Linked DNA regions of Sus scrofa: region 2 is linked to region 1. Evidence: chromatin contacts called from public Hi-C data. All regions are on one chromosome and are shown on one strand. Each heading gives the region's core, a stretch centred on a gene start, on an enhancer-like site or on the middle of the called end of the contact. The rest is flanking DNA. Distances are from core to core; before and after follow the strand shown. Region 1 holds the start of SLC16A11 (monocarboxylate transporter 11). Region 2 holds the start of ASGR2 (asialoglycoprotein receptor 2).

The links. Hi-C and Micro-C count contacts between places; a contact is called where the count stands out from the background.
Region 2: a Hi-C map of skeletal muscle shows a contact between it and region 1, with 20 times the contacts expected there. The contact joins the promoter of ASGR2 here to the promoter of SLC16A11 in region 1. A contact is called at or near these places in 2 of 5 promoter capture datasets (fetal liver and liver), 29 of 47 Hi-C or Micro-C datasets (adipose tissue, alveolar macrophages, blood and 15 more) and 1 of 2 datasets of contacts at active chromatin or transcription factors (skeletal muscle).

Annotation. Positions count from the first base shown.
Region 1 is chr12:52,440,221-52,443,867 of Sscrofa11.1, reverse strand. It overlaps SLC16A11 (monocarboxylate transporter 11), which reads left to right and starts at 1,392. Exons shown (of 6, transcript XM_005669186.3): 1 at 1,392-1,576; 2 at 1,839-2,046; 3 at 2,309-2,452; 4 at 2,617-3,384; 5 at 3,473-3,647. The coding sequence starts at 1,845. It overlaps LOC102159513 (a long non-coding RNA gene), which reads right to left and starts at 1,389. Exons shown (of 4, transcript XR_306601.3): 1 at 241-1,389.
Region 2 is chr12:52,504,622-52,508,082 of Sscrofa11.1, reverse strand. It overlaps ASGR2 (asialoglycoprotein receptor 2), which reads left to right and starts at 1,514. Exons shown (of 11, transcript XM_013981301.2): 1 at 1,514-1,597. It overlaps LOC110256107 (a long non-coding RNA gene), which reads right to left and starts at 1,577. Exons shown (of 3, transcript XR_002337354.1): 1 at 1,497-1,577.

The sequences.
Region 1 (3,647 bases), core at 143-2,642:
AAGAGTACCCCAGGCTAGGTAAACCCTTGAGACCACTCTTCCACGGTCCATGTGGCAGGAATCCAGTACCCCGTCCAGGTCATTTCAAGCAGTGGGGCATGATATATACAAAACTTGAGGAGAAAAAGTTATGCCTGCTCACAGAGCAGGGTGAGAAGCTAATGGCTGATTGTGGAAGGGTGAGGGGGGGGGGCGCGGGGATGGAAAGATAGCCTGGGTTGCCTTTGTGAACGGCCTTACACTCAAAGTAGAGGATTGTGGGCTTTTCCCTCCTTTAGCCATTGGAGAGCCAGCAAAGGTCATGTTGTCTTGTTAGGCTCATAGTTTTCACTGATCCAGAAGCTGTGTTTCTTTTATTTGCAGGAACTTTTTCAACAATTAGGAAACACTGCCACCATGTGGCTGCCAGGTGATGCATGCTCCAAACTGTAAGCCACAAATTTTCGGATATTAATAATTACACCAAAAAATACATCTCTTGATTCAAATAGCTGGAGTAAATCACTGGTAACCCCAATTCTAATGTAAAAAGAGTACTTTCAAAAAATCTTTTCAAGAAATCCGTCACGGGGTACAATTCTCTGATTTCTTACTTCGTTTTTAAAATTCTAATCTAAATCCTCATTGATTCTTAGGATCCTTTCTATTCCCAGTAACCCCTATCTCAGAATCACAAACTCACGGGCCTGGAAAGGCTCTACCATTCCCAGGTCAGCTTGGCATCAAACTGTCTCCAGGCCATTTCCCTCCGCGGTGGCAGATTCTACTTCAGTCCCCCGTCTGTTCTCCTTGTATGGTTCCTAGTTGGACAGACCCAAACTCAAATATTTCCACCATTTTTTTTTTTTAAGCTGGGTGATTTGGGGCAAGTGACCTAAGCTGCCTAAGCTTCAACTCGTTCATCTGTAAAATGGGGAGAAGCCTTTTCACAGGGTGACTGTAAAGATGAAAGATGGCATGTCCCTAACACATCACAAGGAAGTCCCTTTCTTTCCCCTCCGTCCTTGAGTGCATATATTGTTGAGGCCGCAGCACGCACTCGGTGGAGGTCTGTGATCTGAGGTTTACCTGGGTCTTCAGCACCGTCCCCAGGGAACGAAAATACTGGTCCCTTCATGCTTTGGGAGGATCACCGGTTTCCTTGCGTTGCCTACCGACCTTGGGCTGGCGATTGATCCATGGGTCTCCGGTGAGCGCAGCCGGCGACAGGTGCGTGAGCGTGGGCGGGGCTGGGGAGGCTTTCATTCCTCGCCCCACCCTTCCCCAGGGCTGGGGGGGGGCGGTGTAGGAGGATAATTCAATCCCCGTGGGACTAGGTGTCTGGCCTCACCCGTGGCTCCGCGGATTGGCTGTCTCCGCTCGCCCCCGCCCTCCGTACCCTCCCCAACCCCCCCCCCACGCCCCAGGTGGCCCAGGCCCCCAGTGGCAATCCCTGTTTACCCGGAGAGCCTGTGCAAGTTGGGCTCCATCTCGGCATTCTCTCCCCTCTGGGGCCCCGCCCGCCCGGAAAGCGGGGAGAAAACCGGGCCGAGCCATTCCTCGCCCTTCCCCTCCCCGCACCGCCGGGAGAGGTCGGGTAAGGGGGACCCATGTGTGTGTGGGGGGGGGAGTCTCAGGCCTGGGGGGGGGCGGTCCGGCTGTCACCCTGTACTCGCGCGGACCCGGGAGTTCTATCCCTAGGCCTAGCTCCCTCTCCTCCGCCCCGGTCCTGTTGTGCTCAGGGTGACGTGCCCACCCTGGGCAAACAGCCAGAGGCTGGACCTCAGGGATGCCCAGGTCCCTAGAGGAAGCACAGACGTGGAGGCTTGCCTCACAGGTATCTCCCCTCCTTCCCCCAGGCGGCGATGACCCCCAAGCCAGCCGGACCCCCGGACGGGGGCTGGGGCTGGGTGGTGGCGGCCGCAGCCTTCGTGGTGAATGGGCTCTCCTACGGGCTGTTACGCTCCCTGGGCCTCGCCCTCCCTGACCTCGCGGAGCATTTTGACCGAAGCGCTCAGGACACTGCGTGGGTCAGCGCCCTGGCCTTGGCGGTGCAGCAGGCAGCCAGTGAGGGGGGGGGGGCCCGAGGAGGGAGGCGGGAACTGGGGTGGGCGGGCCATGAGGGCAGTGGTGGGGGGCTCACCTGATGGATTACCAGACAATCTATTGGTGGAACTAAGTTCTAGAAGAAGAGTGGGTCTAGAGGGCAAGAGAAGGGGCTGCTAGACAGCGGGGGGGCGTTTAAGCCATGCAAACAGCCAATGAGAAGTGTTGGAGCGACTTTGGAGGCTCCGGGAGCGTGTCTTCCGTTGACCCCGCCCCCTTCTAGGCCCAGTGGGCAGCGCCCTGAGCACCCGCTGGGGGGCGCGCCCGGTTGTGATGGTTGGAGGCGTCCTCACCTCGCTCGGCTTCGTTTTCTCGGCTTTCGCCCGCAGTCTGCTGCACCTCTATCTTGGCCTGGGCGTCCTTGCTGGTGAGGGGGGAGGGACACCCGGGTTCTTAAGGGGTGATGGTGCAGAGCCCAGCTCGTTGGGGGCCAGAGGCCAAGGGGGCGGGGCCTCCTGCAACCAGCGGGGCCGGGACGGCGGGGGCGGGCGCTCCCGCTTCCTGCCCTCACCTGGTCCTATCCATTCGCAGGCGCCGGCTGGGCCCTGGTGTTCGCCCCTGCCCTTGGGACCCTCTCACGTTACTTCTCCCGCCGTCGAGTCTTGGCCGTGGGGCTGGCCCTCACGGGCAACGGGGCCTCCTCGCTGCTCCTGGCGCCCGCCTTGCAGCTCCTCCTGGATCATTTCGGCTGGCGGGGCGCCCTGCTCCTCCTCGGCGCCGTTACCCTCCACCTCACCCCCTGCGGCGCCCTGCTGCGACCCCTGGAGCTCCCAGGCGACCCCCCGACCCCACCCCGAAGCCCTCTGGCAGCCCTCGGCCTAGATCTCTTCACACGCCGGGTCTTCTTGGTTTTTGCTCTAGGCACGGCCTTGGTGGCGGGCGGGTACTTCATCCCCTACGTGCACTTGGCCCCTCACGCTTTAGATCGGGGTCTGGGCGGATACGGGGCAGCACTGGTGGTGGCGGTGGCCGCGGTGGGGGACGCGGGCGCCCGGCTGCTCAGCGGGTGGCTGGCGGACCAGGGTTGGGTGCCCCTCCCGCGTCTGCTGGCGATGTTCGGGGCTCTGACCGGGCTGGGGCTGCTGGCGGTGGGACTGGTGCCCGTGGTGGGGAGCGAGGAGGGCTGGGGAGGCCCCCTGTTGGCCGTGGCTGGGGCCTACGGGCTGAGCGCCGGAAGCTACGCCCCGCTGGTGTTCGGTGTGCTCCCGGGGCTGGTGGGCATCGGAGGTGTCGTCCAGGCCACCGGGCTGGTGATGATGCTGATGAGCCTCGGGGGGCTTCTGGGCCCTCCCCTGTCAGGTAAGGGCCTGAGCCAGCAGATCCATTCGCATCCCTCCTCTGCACCTGCGGTCCGAGGCCTCTGACGTCCTTTCCCCCTCCGCTCCAGGCTTCCTAAGGGATGAAACAGGAGACTTCACCGCCTCCTTCCTCGTGTGCGGCTCTTTCATCCTCTCGGGCAGCTTCGTCTACATGGGGCTGCCCAGAGCGCTGCCCTCCTGCCGTCCAGCCTCGCGTCCAGCCACCCCTCCCCCGGAGAGGGGGGAGCTGCTCCCCGCCCCTCA
Region 2 (3,461 bases), core at 265-2,764, 64 kb before region 1:
TTATTTTATTTGTCTTTTTGCTATTTCTTGGGCCGCTCCCGCGGCATATGGAGGTTCCCAGGCTAGGGGTCTAATCGGAGCTGTAGCTACTGGCCTACGCCAGAGCCACAGCAACGTGGGATCCGAGCCGCGACTGCAACCTACACCACAGCTCATGGCAACGCTGGATCGTTAACCCACTGAGCAAGGGCAGGGACCGAACCCACAACTTCATGGTTCCTAGTCGGATTCGTTAACCACTGCGCCACGACGGGAACTCCAGTTTTTTATGCCTGCACCGCAGCATGTGGGAAGTTCCTGGGCCAGGGACTGAATCCGAGTCACAGCTGAGACCTCCACCACAGCTGCGGCCACGCCAAATCCTTTAAACCACTGTGTCCGGCCGGGGATCAAACCCAGCTTCTTAAGGCACCGCAGCATGGTGGGAACCCCCAGCACAGCGCTTTAGTTCATAGCACCTGCTCAGCGCTGGTCCCCAAAGCACAGCTTCTAGCATCTATCCGTCAGGAGGCATCTTCCATCTGTGCCCAGCTTGCCCTCCTCTGGGAAACTGTTCTAGGCTTTAGCACTGACGCCAGGTGCATCTGCCCAAATTTGGATGTCGAAGCCCCAAGCCCCAGGGTGATGGTATTTGGAGGCGGTGCCTTTGGGGAGTGATCAGGTCACGAGGGTGGAGCTCTTTATGAGAAGAGGAAGCAATCGCGCCCCCTCTGTCTGCTGCGTGAAAGCAGTGTCTCTTGTCTAAGGCACCCAGTGTGTGTGTGGGGTACGCTGTTGTAGCCGCCGAGCTAAGGCACAGGGGCCCTTGTTCTGGCTCTTTCTTTGCTCCCAATGGCTTCCTCTTGGGCCCTCAGGTTCCCTTTCTTTTCAGCAGACCTTAGTCAGAGCCATGGCTCTCCTTAGGAGATCCTTGTCACGTCAGATCCCCCAAAGGAAAGAGGTGGGGTTCTCGATCTTTCTTCTTTAATGGATCGAGGTACAGTGAAATCCGTCTATTCCAAAGACATTCCCTGGCCCCTGTGAAAAGGGCCCGGGTCCTCTCAGCAGCCAGCCCTGCACCAAGGCCTGTGAGAGGAGCAGTCTTGGCCAAGCCCCGGGGACAGGCTTTGTGTCCCCTCCCCTGGAGGGCAGCTGATTGAAGCCTCTGAGGAGAGGCTGCAAGGCTTCTAGCAGAGCGGCCTGCTGCAAAGTCACTTGCAGAGAAATTGTTAGCAAGTTTTACCTGTCAGCTTGGGAAACAAAACAAGGTTACAGGTACCTGAATCAGGAACCAGGTTTCTTCATCAATAGTTAATTACAAAAAAGCTCTTGCCTGGATGGATCGCAGGCAGCCAGGCGGCCCTGATGGGGGGTGGGCGCCCGCCAAGGCAGGGGCCTGGGCAGGGGCTGCCAGAGGGTGGGTGGGGCGGGGGTGAGATCAGAGGTGTGTGTGGTGTGAGGCGATTGGGCAACACCTGGGATATTCGTCAAAGACAGAACCAGGAGGGAGAGCTCACCTTACGTGAACTGCAGACGGAACAGCTGAAGGCCGGGAGGACAGAACACCCGCAGAACCGGCCCAGGAGGAAGATTGACTCAGGCCCCACCTGAGGCCCAGGTGAGGGGAGGGCGGGGCTTATCGGGGGTGGGAGTGGCGGGAGTGGCAGGGGTGGGGGTGGGAACCAAGGGACCCCAGCAAAGGCCAAACGCGGTGATGGAGGGAGTGGGCCGCAGGCCCCAGAAGGCCTGGCAGGTGCAGCCCAGGCCCTTCCTCACGCTTTCAGGGTGGGCGGAGCGGGCAAGCAGGGCATCTCCTGCCTGGGAGGGTCCCAGCGCCTCCCAGGGCGCGGTCCTTTTCATCCTGGGCTCGGGCGCTTGCAGGTGGATTTGCATACCGCCAAATCGGAGGGGCCTTCCGTGTCACTAACTTGCTAAAAGGGTGTGTGTGTCGGGGGCGGGGGGGGGGGGCGTTCAAAGAGCATGACCGCTGAAGATATGCTTGCATTTAACCTTGAAGGGAACAGTTTGAGGATTCCTTGGGGCAGGTTGTCACGCAGCCGGGCCGCATCCGAGACATCCGTGGGTGATGCAGGGCGGGGGCCCCTGGGCTGCGGAGGAGGTGGGTGGTCCTGCCTGGTGGGAGGGGCCGTCCTCCTCCAGCCCGACCCGAGAGCACGCTGCTCTCTCCTGCTTTCGGCAAGAAGCGGATAAGATGACAGTGGACTGTGTAGATTCCGCTCCCCGTCCCCATTTCCTAATTTGACTAAGAGGAATGAAGCAGAGATCTGATAGAAGCTGCGCGGTGTGTTAAACGCTTTCGTGGAAGGTAAAACTCGAGAGGCCCATCTCTTTCCCCCCTCCTCCTCCGCCTCCCAGCCCTTAGAAACCTGGGGCTTATAAACACAGGCGTCCTGGCTTTTGAACTTGGAGTTCAATAGGTCTGGTCATTACACGGAGAGAAACTACCACTGTTTGATGCCATCTTGACACCTTCAGGGGCTTTGCAAGCCTTTAGTGACTCTCAGATGGAAGTCAGAATAACCAGAAAGTGTACAGGATTCGACCTGGAATTTTTTTTTTTTAAATTGAAGTATAGTTGTTTACCATGTTAAGCTGGGATAAGTTAATAAAAGTAAATAAAGGAAAAATGATCAGAGGAAATGCCGGGGCCAGCTCAGCAGGATGGGGCTGAAGAACGAGTGCTGTGGAACTTAAGGAAAAAAGGTTAACATAAAACAAGACACAGAGACATTTATCTTAAGTAAAGGTGGGAACCGGGGGACTCAAGGTCTCAGGGACCAAGAGCGCCCTGCCTCAAGAAACCACACTGCTTTTATTGTGAGATCAAGTGAGGAGTGGCTATGGGTGGATGATACAGGGTTTGTTTACTATTATATAAGTTCTTTTACTATTTAGAAAGCCACTTAGGTGGTAAAGGGTTAAGCTCTTACTCTGACCTCTAGGCACATAACAGTTCTTAAGCTTAAGTCACTTATGCCTTTAGGTCTTTGTTCTTAAGCTTAAGTCATTTACCAGCACTGTGACTGTTTTTCCAAGAAGGAAGATGGGATAAAATAAGACAAGAAGATGGGATAAAGTAAAGAAGGGCAAGATGGAGTTTTCAAGGAAACATGTCTTGCGACAAGGAAAAAGTCGCCAAATTGCACCTAGGAGTTGATTTGTGGAAAACTTTAGTTAGCAGAATGACCCCTGGGACTTCCCTTGTGCAGATCTGGCATTGCTGCAGCTGTGGTGCAGGTTCCATCCCTGGCCTGGGAACTTCCACATGCCTCCGCGTGAGGCAAAAACAACCAACCAACCAAACAAAAAAACCAACACTTGAAAAAAAGAGAATGATCCTTTTACTATTTAATGTTTTGCTTCAGTTATTTGGAGAGAGGCAGGATGCTAAAAAAAAATGTTGGGGGATCCGGTGGAAGTGATGGAGTCTCCGTTCTCGGAGACTGGCGCATCATGCAGGT